2 separate regions of the Gasterosteus aculeatus genome follow, and region 2 is linked to region 1. The links are chromatin contacts, called in public Hi-C maps. All regions are on one chromosome and are shown on one strand. Each heading gives the region's core, a stretch centred on a gene start, on an enhancer-like site or on the middle of the called end of the contact. The rest is flanking DNA. Distances are from core to core; before and after follow the strand shown. Region 1 overlaps daam2 (dishevelled associated activator of morphogenesis 2). Region 2 holds the start of daam2 (dishevelled associated activator of morphogenesis 2).

Region 1 (2,670 bases), core at 124-2,623:
CAGGACATGTAGTCAGGAGGTGACGTCTAGAATGATCTTTCCCAATTTCTATTTTTTCACATTTGTAAAAATCAAAAAAAAAAAAGTTGTAGGGAAGTGACTTTCAAGGTCATATCAGTTTGTTTTTCTGCCTTTCACCAGTTTGTCGGAGTTGGAAAAAGAGGTGCACAATATCAAAAGTGGACTGAAGGCTCTAGAAGCGGTGAGTTGTTGCCTCCCATTGACTCTTCTCTCGTCTGTAATCGTGTCTTTGGATGTTTAAATGTCCCTGACTCACACAAACCAGGGCATGTGCATGAACACACTGTGGTCCTTCTTCTTTAAGTATGTGAAGCACACAAAAAAAGCTCATAATGACACCGCCTTTAATCCTTTGCCCTCGCCCTCCAGGAACTGCACTACCAGCAGAGCCGGACACGGGAACGTGGGGACAAGTTTGTGGCGGTGATCGGCGACTTCATCACCGTGGCCGGCTTCAGCTTCTCTGAGCTGGAGGACCAGCTGAGTGAGGCCAGGGACAAGGTAGCACCACCGAGTTTAGATGTCCACGTGCAGTGCTGATTCTGACGCAGTCCTCAATGGTAGACATTCGTGTTGGACAGACGGAGGGGAAAGGGAGGAAGACAGAATGCTGAAGGGAGAAAGCTTGAAGCCTCTCAGTCCCCAGTGATGAGTTGAGCTGGGAAACCGGGCCTTGACAGATCCCTGACTGGTCTTTCTCTGTGTTTGTCTCTCTGACTGAATTCACACTCTGCTTCCTACTACTGGGACAAACGGTCTTTTGAACTTGTGCATCGACGAATGGTAGGAAGTATGCAAGCTGAAGACATCAGCGGGACCTTGGAAGTTACACGAAAGGATTTATGTGACCGGGTTACTCAACGCACAGACCCGTTGGTGCTCTGATGCACATTTAGCGTCCAGATGCTGACGCATTAGAAGCTTTTTCACAATATACTTTAAGATGACACATGTCCTTTTCACTAAAAATGACTCTAAATCGCCCAAATTGCTTAAATTCCCCGAAAGGGCCATCAGATGTTGTGCTCTTGGGTTCCATGTGGAGCCGCCCCTCGGCCTAGTTATTTAAGTAGGAGGTCGGTAAATAAAATCAGAGGGAAAACGGGCCGGTTGGGACGTCATGGCAACAGAACGGGAGGAGCAAGGCACCGGTTACTGCTGTGAAACAAAAGAACCTGTGTGTGTGTGTGTGTGTGTGTGTGTGTGTGTGTGTGTGTGTGTGTGTGTGTGTGTGTGTGTGTGTGTGTGTGTGTGTGTGTGTGTGTGTGTGTGTGTGCGCTCTAAGTGGGGAGTATGACGCATCAACTTGGTGTTCACGGTTCTCTGCCGCTCCGTTGCGGTTTCCACTGGGATACAAATATGAAGGTGTGCGTCTGCGCACAGCGCGTCCGTCTCAAGAGGTGGAGGACGTTGAGGACATGACAACGAGAGAACACTCAAATAGTGTTTGTGTGTTTCTCCTCTCTAATGGAATCCTAAAACCTGATCACAAAACAGTTTTTCTCTGTATCGTAGCCTGTTGGTGCCGGTTAATGGACTAAAACAGGCAAACGGGCCACTGGGGCATTTTGAAAGTCAGTTGTTCGTTTTTTTTTTTTCAGCCCCCCGTCATCTGGTTTTTAACCATGTGACCATTGATTCCATGCTGGAGGGCAATGAATGGAGCAAAGCTATACAACACAGCTGATCCTTTTCTACATATCATGAACCATTTACTTATTTCCCACTCGCCCTCTTTCATTGAACCCACCAACGCACTTTAACTACGACACCATCACACCCCTCTTTTTCCTCCATTTTGTGTTGTTGGTAAATAATTGCAGTTTAGTTCATTGGGTTTCCCTTGAGTGCATTTTGATAGCGAGTTCCCACGCAGAGGAGTCCCAGTACCTCCTGTATTATTAACAGGAGATGAGCTGGAGGTGCCAGGCCACGCCGGATCCACCATGTGTTAGCCAGAGCCCGTCGGAAACAGCCTGTAAAAATCATGATTTATAACAATTTCTTCAATAAAGCTTCATGAAGAAATGTTGAAATACTCTAACGGCCATGTAAATAGATATTTAACCGCTCACAGAGTAAGTGTGTGTGTGTGTGTGGGTGGGTGGGTGGGTGGTTGCCTTTCATTACTAGATAAGAGATATCTGACAGCAGACATCAGATTTTTATACGTGTATATATGTATCCGTATACATGAATGACTTAATAATCTCTGTGCAGTTCACCAAATCTCTGAAGCACTTTGGAGAGGAAGAAGGGAGGATGCAGCCCGATGAGTTCTTCGGGATCTTCGACACGTTTTTGCAGTCGTTCAACGAAGCGCGGCAGGACCTGGAGAACATGCAGCGGCGCAAAGACGAGGAGGAGAGGAGGGCCCGCATGGAGGCCATGGTGAGACGTTTTACACAACAAAACCTTTAACGTCAATCTATTCTTTCTCCTTTTTTTTTTTTTCAATATAAACAACTGAAACAAGAATTTAAAAAGGGTTTCTGTGTTGCAGCTCAAGGAGCAGAGGGAGCGGGAGCGGCGGGCCAAGAAGGGCGGGGCCTCAGACGAGGTCGGCGGGGAGTTCGACGACCTGGTGTCGGCGCTGCGTTCCGGCGAGGTCTTCGACAAGGACCTGAACAAGTTCAAGCGGAACCGCAA
Region 2 (2,670 bases), core at 60-2,559, 63 kb before region 1:
ACATTGACATACTAAAAAGAGACTTCTTCTTTTTAACATTAAAGCACATAAACATGTTCTAGCGGAAACCCAGGATGCAATTGCGGACCTGAAAAGTCCCCTTTGATGTTTAAGTACAGGAGGATTTCAGTCAGTCAGGGAGCACAAATCATGCAGCCACACTATTATGTTCGACAGTGGCAAGTAGTTTTGCGCCAACAGTAGGAAAGCATGTCTTTACATCTCTGACAAAGCACAGCTACTTTCATTTTGACACCAGCTTCCTGTGGGTTTGCTGTCATATTAATAATGTAACCATCATCGTTCCTCATTCCTCTCTGCCCCCCCAGAAGACGTCAATGGAAATGGTCTGACAGCCTGTTTCATTCTCAAACATGTTAAATTAGTACGGATGTCTCTGCATGTGCCAAGGTCATAGTGGATGCCCAGAATTTGCAATTAATGAAGGATTACAAGGTGCGAGGAGATCAAAACACAGCCAGTCATACTGTTTCTTCATATTTTAGGGGATTAAATGCTTATCCGCTGGAGGAAACGCAACCTTTACTCTAACGTTTGGGAAACTTTGGGATTTTATTTTGTTGGCAAACTATAAAATGTTGAAACCTGTTTGAGTTGTTTGAGGTCACACTCAAACCAGTATGTTGCTGTTACACCTGTGATTATTATTTCACATGCATCAGCTACTTTTGCAAACATGCCTTGTTCCTTTTTATGTGACAACATTTACCAAAGACTACACTTGAGTTACTTGCAGACGAGTTTCGTCACTGTTTTGATGACTTGAAAGAAAGATAATTGATTGGAGACCCAAAGTTAACTTACCATGATGACTAATCATGTGTTCAGTTTGAAAACATGGTTTCATATTGTGAAACAGACACACTTAAAGCTTTTACGTTCTACAACACCTGGTCCTGGTCCTGGTCCTGGTCCTGGCTCTCCAGTGCCTCCCTTCCCCTCGGTATCTTGGTGAGAGGCGTAGCAGCAGAGTGCCAGGGGGGGTTGACTGGGGACTTGGTTTGGGACTTTCCTTGTCCTAACTAAGGACTCAAATTCACTTCACGTGACAGGGACATTAGAAGACGTTTCTGCATATCCGGCATTAACCTGCTGATGACTGCCGCTTTATTTATCTGTGACAATGGAAACATGCGACGAAACAAGGGGACGCGAGATGATGAATTGTTCATAAGAATGGAATGGACTCGTGCAATCTTTAAACCTCAACACAAACGCGCGCGGGCCGACGCGCGCGCCGCGCGGTGGCTTTAAGAGCGGGGGCGTGGTGCCGCCGGCTGTCTGACCGACTTCAGCCGCCTCCCCCCCCCCACTGACGCTCCGCGCGGAGCACGGAGCACGGAGCCGCCCGTCGGGTCTCTACTTCAGCCCCTCCGCGGGACGCGGTGACAGCGAGCGACGGCGGGATTATTGGGACGAGCTGCAGATTGTTTCTCCGCAACGAAGCCCGGAGGTAAGTAGCGCGATGCCACCGACCCCCCCCCAGCGGGAATCAGGAGCTGGTGCCTTGTGATGGGGCTCGGGAGCCCGCTCGGGGAGACGTCGGTCGGGGGGTGAACGATGGTGGATTGTACCGTGGTGTTTAGTCGGTGGGGGGGGGGGGGATCTAACGATGTGACATAAGGGCGATGAGGTTTGAGGTGGCGATATGTTGCCTGCTCGTCATGTCAGTTACGATGCAGCGCCTGATGTGGAGCCTGCAGATGTTCATATTAAAGGGCAGCAGGATCCCCGGCTGCACGTCAACTGCTTGTCAATCAAAGAATTGCACGTTACCGGCCACCATTTGAGCTACATCGCTTACTTGGAGGCTGTTCTGCGCATGACAGCCTGTCTTCGCTGTCTGTCTCTCTGACTGTCTGTCTGTCTGTCTCGGGTTTGGATACATTTGTGCGATTTCCAATGATTGATGTGTGTTGTGGCGCCACAGTCAGTTACACGATGCATTGATCGGTCTGATCTAAATGGTCGCCACACTGCGCGGTGAACTTCCCGCCGAGGCCCACAGAGGGCGCTGCGCCGTCGCGCCTCTCCGCCACGCTGCAAAACAGGCTGCGGATGAGATCAGAAGAGTTTCTATTTCACTTTCAGCGAGACTCGTCCTACCTGGGCTTTGTTTTCTTTGCCGTTTTTATCTCCAAAATAGCACGTCCATCTTGATCAATGTGTGTTTATTTACAATCGCACGCACGCACACACACGCACGTACACCTACCAGGATGACTGACCTGCGATGACCTCTGAGCTAAATCAGGTCTCTTTCTCTGAAACAGAAACCGGTGTCTCCTTGTTGATCCGTAAAGGCTAAAGATTTGTAGCCACGTCCGTCTGTAAATGCTCGTTTGGCTGATTTGACTTGGTGGGTGGGGGGGGTCATCCATACCTCTTCTAGCCCACACTGCCTGTGAGTTTACAGGATGGCATTTAATCTGACTGAACATCTGGCAGTGATGCAGCGTTGGCTCCTCTCAGTCAGTTGTTGAGGCTTTACGAGCACAGAACCATGCTAGGCACAGAAAGCATCCCCTCCTCATCTCTCTCTCTCTCACACACACACACACACACACACACACACACAGCTTTTCCAATTTAGCATCTGCTACATTCTTCCTTCTTAATCAGGACTGTGGTCCAAACCACAGTACAGTG

The links. A called contact is a pair of places that touch in the nucleus more often than the background predicts.
Region 2: a Hi-C map of whole body shows a contact between it and region 1, with 2.7 times the contacts expected there. The contact joins the promoter of daam2 here to the enhancer-like site in region 1. A contact is called at or near these places in 3 of 6 Hi-C or Micro-C datasets (skeletal muscle and whole body).

What each region holds. Positions count from the first base shown.
Region 1 is chr15:16,412,519-16,415,188 of fGasAcu3.hap1.1, reverse strand. daam2 (dishevelled associated activator of morphogenesis 2) reads left to right here. Exons shown (of 25, transcript XM_078088999.1): 22 at 142-202; 23 at 391-522; 24 at 2,242-2,412; 25 at 2,525-2,670. Among protein-coding and RNA genes, the nearest start is that of LOC120833093, 29 kb to the right of the region's middle. Within about 2 kb of position 1,373, at least 2 of the 9 cell types and tissues checked have open chromatin away from gene starts, as enhancers often do.
Region 2 is chr15:16,475,873-16,478,542 of fGasAcu3.hap1.1, reverse strand. daam2 (dishevelled associated activator of morphogenesis 2) reads left to right here and starts at 1,309. Exons shown (of 25, transcript XM_078088999.1): 1 at 1,309-1,474.